Regions from separate parts of the Anas platyrhynchos genome. Here all the other regions are linked to region 3. Evidence: chromatin contacts called from public Hi-C data. All regions are on one chromosome and are shown on one strand. The core of a region is the stretch at or near the end of the contact, and the rest is flanking DNA. Distances in the headings are between cores, read along the strand shown. Region 1 overlaps MFSD6 (major facilitator superfamily domain containing 6). Region 2 holds the start of MFSD6 (major facilitator superfamily domain containing 6). Region 3 overlaps GLS (glutaminase).

The links. Hi-C and Micro-C count contacts between places; a contact is called where the count stands out from the background.
Region 1: a Hi-C map of skeletal muscle shows a contact between it and region 3, with 2.5 times the contacts expected there. The contact joins two enhancer-like sites. A contact is called at or near these places in 2 of 8 Hi-C or Micro-C datasets (liver and skeletal muscle).
Region 2: a Hi-C map of skeletal muscle shows a contact between it and region 3, with 2.6 times the contacts expected there. The contact joins the promoter of MFSD6 here to the enhancer-like site in region 3. A contact is called at or near these places in 2 of 8 Hi-C or Micro-C datasets (skeletal muscle and subcutaneous adipose tissue).

Annotation. Positions count from the first base shown.
Region 1 is chr7:36,097,521-36,100,797 of IASCAAS_PekinDuck_T2T, reverse strand. All of the region lies in intron 2 of MFSD6 (major facilitator superfamily domain containing 6), which reads right to left. Among named protein-coding and RNA genes, the nearest start is that of HIBCH, 18 kb to the right of the region's middle. Within about 2 kb of position 1,942, at least 1 of the 8 cell types and tissues checked has an H3K27ac peak or open chromatin away from gene starts, as enhancers often do.
Region 2 is chr7:36,078,989-36,082,190 of IASCAAS_PekinDuck_T2T, reverse strand. It overlaps MFSD6 (major facilitator superfamily domain containing 6), which reads right to left and starts at 1,383. Exons shown (of 8, transcript XM_072040503.1): 1 at 1,291-1,383; 2 at 946-1,060. HIBCH (3-hydroxyisobutyryl-CoA hydrolase) reads left to right here and starts at 1,208. Exons shown (of 14, transcript XM_038182046.2): 1 at 1,208-1,361; 2 at 2,175-2,217; 3 at 2,947-3,087. The coding sequence starts at 1,330.
Region 3 is chr7:36,253,798-36,257,237 of IASCAAS_PekinDuck_T2T, reverse strand. It overlaps GLS (glutaminase), which reads right to left. Exons shown (of 18, transcript XM_038181800.2): 15 at 1,623-1,684; 16 at 673-749; 17 at 506-569; 18 at 1-418. The coding sequence ends at 262. Among named protein-coding and RNA genes, the nearest start is that of STAT1, 27 kb to the left of the region's middle. Within about 2 kb of position 2,012, at least 2 of the 8 cell types and tissues checked have an H3K27ac peak or open chromatin away from gene starts, as enhancers often do.

The DNA.
Region 1 (3,277 bases), core at 693-3,192, 160 kb after region 3:
GTAAAAGCAACAGCCCATTAAAACAATCTAAACCTCAGTTCAGCGCTACACAGCGCTAAAAATGCCACCATTAAGATCCCAAACTCTCCTGAGGTTTCTGTTTTTCACTTTGAAATGACATTTCTGTGGGACACTACCTACAAGGATCTCTGGTTTTACTTAAGCAGGCAAGGTTGCACAAACAACTTGGAGCTGTGACCATTCATGTATTCAAGGTCAGAAGTTAATCAAAACAATGCCAGCACATACACAGACTGCTTTTTTTTCTTCCAGTTGCTCTAAAAAGACTTCAGAGACAATTGGATTAAAAAAAAATAAAATTCAAGTGTCAAAAGACCGGATAAAGCCTTAATTAAGTTGTTTGAGCAGTCTAATGTGAAAATGCATTTTCTTGCTCTTACCTGCTACCATCAAAAGCCACCAAAGCCAGCAGCTATTTCGTTAGTTCCTGTAATTCTTGGTGCAGCCAGCCACTTCCACCTGACAGTTGGAAGGATTACGGGTTTTCTGCTCACATGCTTGCTCAATTTTGGCTTCAATATCCACAAAACAAGTCCTTCTAAGGAATAAATTAGATCTGTCATCATCTGCGCTTTTATTTTCTCTAAGCTTTGCCTTGCTTGGACAACCAAGACTCCAGAAGAGGTGCAGCTCAAGGGGATGGCGCAGAGGATTGGGTGCTGTTCCTATGTCCTGACAAAATCAGCAGACTCTCACCTGCTTGTAGGAACCTGCTTACTAGCTGTACCAGACCTTTACAGACCTTTACTTCTGCAAAATACATTTCCTCAGCCCCACGACACAAGATCCAAGTCACATTTTAACCACTCGGACATCCAGACAGCTTGTTGCAAGCATTCATTCATTCTAATTGTCCTAATCCAAGCACAACAGCCGTACTCCATACCCCTAGGTATGAGCTCGGAGCCATCTGATTTCACACAAATTATAGCGGGAACTTTGACAGCAATCTGTATTTCATCTGTTTTTAATTCAGCTTCCCTTCTGTGTTGGAATGGGACGTCAGTTTTTGAAGTTGCATGGATAGTGGCTGTACTAAAAATGGTGACTCTGCTCACCTCGTGGCCCCTTCTTCCCCTCCCTGGGACCTCTGTTGGCCACAGCACCCATCTTTCTCTCACCTGTTGTGTGCAAGGATTAATTCAACACTTCTAGTACTCTGACTAGAACATCTTGAGTAAGAATGCTAGGAAAAGTGTATTTCATAATAATTTCAGTAAATATTTTCCCACCCTGAGAGTGTTTCATTGAATATTATTAATAACACAGAATATACTCTTCAGAAATATAACAGCACCAAGACTGGTAGGAGCCATATGGCTTTCTTTAATGTTTTGATCACTAGTTTGTTTGGAAGACAGTTTTTTGAAAGTGATTTTATTTAGCGATTTTTTAAAATCTAAAAATAAGCAACTGGAGATGAGAAAGCCAACCAAGTGGTATTGTCACTGAAAATCTACTGAAAACTTATTAATCTATGTGGCATTCCTTCTCCTGACCAAAAAAAAAACACACAAAAAACAAGCCAGTCAGGGACTGAACGAGCAGCAAAATCAACCAGATGGCAAAACAATGTACTCTGAAGTAGGACTAGACAAATACCAGCTATTTTAACCAGGCTTCAAATACCACATCTTCTCTTTGCAAAACCCTTTTCTGATCCACCAGACAGTAGGAGGACAGAAGACAGCGCTACCAGCAAGTTTAAAACAACAGAGAGGAGGGCAGGCTGGGAAGATAAACAGGAGGATTTCGGCATGAAGATGAACTTTAACTCCTTCAAGGCACGACGGAGCACGGAGCTCGGGCCCAGGCCTGCTGGGCCGACTGCGTGTGCACCCAGCAAAGACCCCGGAAAATTGGGGGAATGCTTTTGAAACCTCCTTCCCTGAACTCAGGCAAGAGGTGTGAACACCTAAAGAGAGGCAAATGGGGCGAAACATCCGCCAGGACCTGAGAAAGTGCCAGCGATGGGAAGGGATGAGGTGGAGCAGCCTCCACCTGACGGAGGCACAAGCTGCTGTCTGCCCACAGGTTCGTGCTCCCGGACCACCACGTGGAGCAGTGCCCAGTCTCTGCATTTTCATCATCCCATCCCCCCGGTGGTACAATAACTGCACAAAAGGCTTCAACACACAAAGAAGAGAACCACCCCATGCTGAAGCCCCATTTGAAGCCGTGCAGGAAGCTTGCGGCCGGCCTGGCGGCCTCAGGCCTTTCCCCACGAGATCACACGCGCTCCGAGCCCGGGTGTGTGTTTCTTTTCAGATAAAGGATGTGCGTGTTAACCACAAGACCATTCTTCCTTCAAGCTCTGCACAAATAGGCTTGTTTAGGTGAGCACTTGGGTCTCGTTCTCCTGACACAGGAAGGTGCCCTCCTGGGTTGCATCTATCCCTCCACCAAGCCCAAATCCTATTTCAACCCCCAAAACGTGTGAGGCGTCTTTCAACCCGTCACCCACTGCCACGAGCTACGGCAGCATGTCTGCAAACCTCCGAGCAACTAGCGACCTGAGGAACAGGGACAAAAAGCATTTGTCCCGACGACCTCAGTGCTGCTGCTGCGATGGGCATTGTAACGACTGCGAGGAGCCTCTTTGGCAGGCAGGCAGGCAGAAGACGACAAATACTCTGCATTTAGTTAAGTACCTTTTTGGCTTTCTTACCATTTTTGTTTCTTGAATTGATCATGTTTGTGTTGGCTCTCCAAGTTAAGAGGATTTCAAGACCAGGAAGGATAAAAAGTGAATCTAATCAAGACGACCAGACATTACAAGTGGAGCCAATCTTCCCAAAGACTTGTGTGGAAAAAAAAAACAAAACAACTTCATACTAAGTTAAACAGTGCTAACCAACAGGTATCAGACTGGGGTAATAACTCCCTAAACTTCTCAGGGAAAATCCCATGGCACTTAGAGCTTTACAGGATTAAAAACAAGGCATTAAAACCCCACTTGTAGGCCAACAGAAAGTTAGATTTGGGGTGGAAGAGTACAGCTCATTTTAAATACTTACTTCAGTATAAATATCCCATTTGTTAGACTTTGGGAATTAAAGGATAGTTAAGACTCACCCAGCAAAACATCTAATAGCATCAAACTTGGGGTTTGGATGCATACTGAATTAAAATAAACAAACAAACGAACAAACAAAAAAAAAAAAGCAAAAAGACCACCCTGCAGTTCATCAGAACATAGTCCAACTGATCAAGAGTAGCCTTAATCTAGATTGTTAAGCACCTAGAAAGATGACTG
Region 2 (3,202 bases), core at 134-2,633, 170 kb after region 3:
TGATTGTATGCAACTTGCTGTAAGACAGTATATAAGGTTTTATATAGTCAAGATAACGTTAACAGGCCACATCTTTCACAACCATATGATCTATGAGTAAAGGTCTATATAGTCTGGATGGCCTAATGAATCCTGCAGTTAATTAACTCGCAGTAGGCACGCTCCCAAAGCCTGCAAAAGCACCTTCTGTCCTGTTCTCTCAGTCATTTTTTCCCCACAATGTACGAGACTGAAAACTGAGGCTACATAATACTGAAACGTTTCGTGTATTGCCTTGTGTCTATTTAGCCTGATGAAGATTTTTACAACTAAATTTAATATGCCCCGAGTTACTACAACGGAAATGCCAATACTGATGACGCTGCTGCAAGCAGGGGCTGAATCATTTCTAGAAATAAAGAGCAAGGCTGCCCTCTGGGGACTTCTCCAGAAGTGCTACAGAAGGCGTGGATTTTTTGTTCCAGCAAAATAAACTTGCTGCAAAGTTTGCTTGTTTGCTTTTGTTTGTTGTCAATACAGATACAAATCAAGCGCTGAACTTGCTATATTGAGATAGTGAAGCTACATTTCTACTAATGTACCTAACGCACCACTTTGGTTCACCATACTTTTTGATGTCTCACGATGGTATGTGTCAGCTTAAAAAAAAATAAAAGTCTATGGAGCAGTGTAACAGTTACTGAATAAAAAGGTAATTTAGTATTATGGGCTACTAGTATGATGCCTGTAAATCCTCAATTGTCTTAATGAACTTATATTGAGAACATATTGAATTGTTTTAATGAACAATATATTGTCTTAATGCATTTATATTTGAAAAAAGGCAGTTTCCCTGAGTGCGATTTGAGTGTATTTGCTCTGAGTGCAGGCTGTGTTTGAGCTCAGGGCTGTGTCTGGCTGCCACTGGTGCAGCAGCCACACCACCTCCTCAGTCCCTGCCTTTACCTTCCTTGAGGTCCTCCTCCCTTTACAGCAGCCCTGCCTGGCGGTGTGGCGGCACATGGGCTCAGCTCCTCAGTCACTCAGCGGCACGTCGATGGCCGAGCAGGCAGCACAGAGCCTGTGAGGCACAGGGGGGAGGGGGGGGCAGAACATGGAGGTCATAAACACCGGACCAAGCCTTGCTGCTGCCAGCACCACACTGCCACACGCAGCCTGGCGGACACCCTGAGCATCTAACAGGGTGCGGGACCCAGCGGGGCTCCAGCCCCACACCCACACGAGTTACAACACCCCCGTGCCGGGGCTGAGGCGCCGCGCATGCTCCCGCCCCGCCCAGCCCCGCCGTACCGGGGCCCATGACGGAGAGCGACGGCGCCGGCAGCCGCCATGGCGGCCCGCCTGCTGCGGCCGCTGCCCAGGTAACGGCCGCGCGGCCGCTTCCCCCCCCCCCCCCCCCCCGAAATGGCGTCGCCTCAGGGCTCGGTGCCTGCCCCGCGCCCTGCCCTCAGCCCCCGCGGCTTCCTCCCCGCCGTGGTATAACGTGATGATGGTGGCTGTGGCGTGAAGTCCTGAGAATGCCGCTTTGCATAAAATCACACAATTACTGGGATCATGAAGGGAGCTTAAAAATCACCTCATCCCAGCGCGCCTGCTGTGTGTGGGGATGCTGGTTTTATTGTTCTCCTCAGGAGAATACAACGACAATAAAAGTCTGTTACTTAAATTAAGTAACAGGTTCAAAACCTGCTTTTATAAACAGTTTGGTATGGCCAGATATCTCCTCTTGGCAGCACAAGCATTAACTTTGCTCGAGTTGTTTCGTAAACCCTACTTAAATGTGCATACATGCAACACAGCGAGAGCAGGCTTTGTGTAATGGAAGCCTCAGGACTGTGGTGGTTTTTTTTTTTTGTTTTTTTGTTTTTTCCAAAATACAAGTATTAAAAGTTCCAGACAAGCATCCCCCAAACTCCTACTTTGTCATATTAGCGCCCAGACAACTTGCAATTGCTTAAATGCAATGAAAACATTAGCAGTTGACGTTGGTATCTATATATAACAACATGCAACGATACTTCCAACCGCTTTGATATCAAAATATTACTTGATTAAGACAAAGTGGAATGTAGAGCAATCAAGTCTAGAAATTTTCTGACAAAGCTTTGCTCAGCTGTGCATTTGGGGGTTGTATAGCTGTTTTAGAATTTTAGTTTTTAACATTTCTTTTTCAGACTGAAGCCATTTAACAGACTGCAAGTAATATTACAGCATTTGGTAAGAACTACATCGTGTTTGACTGAGGTGGAAGCCCTTGGGACGTTTAACTCCGTACCTGAGACAGACAACACATGCAACTTCTAATGTGTGTGTGTGGTGCTTCTGAATGCCATTCAGGCAGAACATTGTCTATGTATGTGAGCACTTTGTTGTGTGTCTACTAAACCATAAACTAAAGCCCAATTATTTGGCTTTCCCTAATTTTATAGTTAATTTCTGTGTTAGTTTCGTTATATTCCTTAAATGTCATTCAACTTTGAGTTTGAATGTGAAATTCAATTGTGAAAATAGGTTAGCAACCAACTCAACTGTTAGAAATTACATAAGAAGTTGTATGTACATTTGTGGTTGCAGTATCAAACTAGCACTAGGGACATACAAAACTCTTACTGCAATTGTTGTAGGTATTTTCTGAATGTCAGTTTTAAACACCACAGTTCATCGTTTAGTATCTCAAGTGTCATTGCCAAAGAGCATATAGCTCAAAAGCTTGTCTGAGGTTTGTCAGAGTCCTTCAGAATAATAAAGCAGCTCCAAGAGAACCATGTAAGAAATACAAATATGACTTGAATTACAGTGGGAAAGCCTTAATGTGAAATTCAAAACACATATTTTTATAATCTTAAATAGTGTGCTTTGAGAGTATATTTCCGTAAATGCTCTCGTATGTTACTTAAGACATCAAAGACATTAACATATTTATTTTATTTGTTTTTGCACTTACAGAAAATGTGTAAGCATACTGGTTCTTCAGATGAAGTGTTGTTGGAAAAGAAAGGAGGTGCAGGAATAATAACTTTGAATAGACCCAAGGCTCTCAATGCACTAAATCTTTCTATGATCCAACAAATTTATCCACAAATAAAGGTTAGTAGCTGTTACGTTACCTGATACTGCTTTTAAAATTCATTCTGACACTTCATAGCATACCAATTTAAATAATTAAATTGTGAGAACACTTGCTAATGAGCTCAGATGTGTA
Region 3 (3,440 bases), core at 763-3,262:
AATATCTTTATACATCAATTATATGCAGCATGAGGTAATATTGCTCACATTATGGAGGGAGATTTAGTTGGTTTTGTTGGTTTTGAGAGATTGGATTTGTCCTGTGCGTATAGAAACTCCTGTAACATAACACTGAAGTAACAGAGACTTCTGTAAAATATATACCACTATCAGATAGAAACACACACGCTCTTCAATTACTTATGTACACCACAATTAAATAGGTAAGTGATTTGATTCTTAGGATCTAGCTGAGAATGATTATAGTAAACCATCCAGGTTTTTATGAACCGTTCGGTTCTCCTTTCCGTTGTTGGAATCCTCTGACGGCGTGTATTGGACCTGATATTCCTGAAGAATTTTAAATACATCGTGGTGTCCAAAATGTAAAGCTTCATCCATAGGAGTGTTGTTCCATCTAGGGGAGGGGACACAGATCTCAGATCAGCATGCGGTTGTGGAGCCAGAGAGCACCCAAATTCGCACGGGCTGTAAAGCCACTCACCTGTCTTTGGGGAAAGGGTTCACTTTGCATGCTTCCAGCAGGAACTTCACAACATCCACGTGCCCTGTAAGACAAGCAGGAGTTGGTGTGTGTGCATGCACGACCTTACGTGTATTCGTGTACACACACGGTGTGAGGAAGCAGCTATATGCAAGAGGGGACAGTACCTTCTGCAGCTGCCACGTGTAACGCTGTTCGGGAGTCGTAGTCCCTCTGCTCCATATCCATCCCTGACAGAGCAAATCTAAAAAAAAAAGAATTATGGAAAGAAGTTGTACATAATTAAAATGAGTTACAAAGATCGCATTGAACAATATCAGTGCTAAAGCAGTGAAACATCTCCTGTAAGAGGATATACACGTAGATGGCAACAAAGTAAGGACAGGGGCCCTAATTGCTTTGGCTTTAAAAATAAAGTAGGGGCTTAACTTTCTTCCTAGCGTCTAGCTGTCATAAACAAAAAAAAAGTTAAAGCACCTTTACTCTCAATTTATCTGATCTAAAGCCAAACACGGGCAAGGTAAGTCGTGTAACGCACAGGAAACCCCTGCCAGCTGGGGAAACCCAGGAAGGAGTCCCAGGTTTGTAAATCCCGAGCAGCATTAAGGTATTAGGAGAGCTCTTTCATCACACCGCATCGCTCGGGGACAGAGCTAAGCCGTGCGCATCCACCCACCCACCAAGGATACTTGGATATATCCTCGCTGCATTCATGTTTATTTAGTCTTACAGTTACTCCCTTAAACACTGCCAAGCTCTGTTCAAGATTTAGCCAGCAAAGCTCTCCTACCCTCTGTCAGACTATTTAAGGAAACGTATTTCAGTACGATCCCAAGAAATGGGAAACAATGGGACTGCAGTATAGCAGGAGGGTACCTTTTTGATGACTGGTTGGTTATTTTCTTAAACACACTGTTAAACCTCTCTCTCTGAGCCTAGCTCCGATTTCTCAAACCTTTTCTTTCAAACACCTTCAACCAAACAAGGAGTCAGGCGAAATGTAACCATTAAAATGCCATGGAGGCATTTTAGGAGCACAGTGTAGGCTCGTAAGCAAACAACAAGGGCAGACACCAACAAGCAGCTTTCCTGCCCTCAACCCCCCGCTGGTTTTTACCTCCGGAGTGCAGACACATCCCCCGTGTAGGCAGCAAACAGCAGGTTTATCACAGACTTCACCTACAAAGAGAGATGATGCCCAGTTTATTCAGCTTCTTGCCTCAAAAAGAAAACCGATGGAGACCCCAAGAAAGGCCAGCATGGTGCTTATGAACGGGTTTGTTTTGTCCTGCGAATTTTGGCCAGAGAAGCAGGCAGCGGAGAAGCACTGCGAGAATTCATTCCAGTTGGCTTTGCCACCCGTACTCCTTTGTCTCCGTCCAATGTTGAAGTCAAGGGGAAAGTAAATGAAATACAATGCGTGCGTGCCTGTTCTGTGGCAACAAACATGGCCCTTGTTGTAGGACAAGCAGCGCTCTTCTCTCACACTGCCTGATACTGACGGAGACAGCATCGCTCTGTGCGATGCACAAACCATAAACACCTCGTCACACACGCTCCTTCTGGCAGGGCAGAGTAAGTTGCTTGCTTTGTTTGTTTGTTTTACAGACGCTCAATGTTAAGAGAAGTTTGTTTTAGCAAAAGAGAAATAATATTTTTGCTTGGTATTACAGATTTTGCTTGCATACATCTAATACAGACGCTTTCCTCGACGAGACATTTTAAGCAATTCTGTCACATGAAATCATGACAAGACAAGCGAGGTTTGTAGGCAAAGGTGGAACAATTATAGATCAGATTACACAGGCTCCTGGTGCCTGCGCTTCGTGCCCGAGCCAGAGGCAGCTCCTGCAGGTGCTGAGAGCCCCTCGGCTTTCTGGCTTGAGCAAAAGCAAAGGGCCTTCTGTCCTGAAGGAGCTGTACTTTTGGCTGGGCTGCTTTGCGTCCCTGGAAATGCAAGTGTCCATTAAAACGTAGCATAAAACAGCACACGCTCCTCCCTAAAAAAAAAGTGCAGAAAAATCTAAACTTTAGTTCAAGGAAAGGAAGTTTGAGAGGCAACGTGACCGCTCTCAGTACAACAGCGAAGGTAAGGGGATACAAAAGCAGGGGAGAAATAAGTTTAGCAGGAGGACAGTTGTGGCAGAAAAACTACCCAAACTGGCCAGAAACGAACTCAAGCAAGAAAAAAGCGGGCACATCGTAGCCATCCTCCTTCCCATTGGGTTACCTGCCCCCATTTCAAGGGAGACCAATGATTTTAATTGAAGAATTGGACTGGGTTTGCCAGCAGCAAAGCAAGCCCAGGCTCTGCAACCTCACCCTACTCAGCAGCAGCACAGTTCAGGCCCAAAAGTGAACAAGTTTCGTAAGGTAGCACATGAACTGATGTGAAGCTAAAGGAAGGAAGCGTCCAGAGAGGCAGGAAGCTACACCGCTGCTACAGGGCGTAGATAAACACAGATAAGGGGGGAGGAAAAAAAAAGAAAACACCCCCAAACCATGAGCCAAACAAGATACAGGTGCTGCTGCCTCCTGGATGCTTCCCAGCACTGACTCCGGCAGCACAGCAGCTGTGCGAAGACAGCAAATCCTTCAGAAAAAAAAATAATAATAATTTAGCTCGAAGCTGGATTAATTCCACGAGCTCTGAAGTAAAGAAGGTCACTGAATCTGGGTTTTCATTTCCTATCGTGTCCTGCTTCCTGAGAGCACCCCCCCGTGCCCAGTGATTTATTTGGAAACACGACGGATTTTACAGGCTGAGAAACGTTGCTGCTGGCTGCAGGGTTTTTCCAGGGGGCCGAGGAATCCTGTCAAACCCAACACAGTCTGAAATGGTGCAGGTAAAACAGACAGGGGTAACCAAACAGCCCCCCGGCCTTCCTCCAGTTCCCTTCATGGGATTTAGGGACACCGCCACAGCCCAGACTTC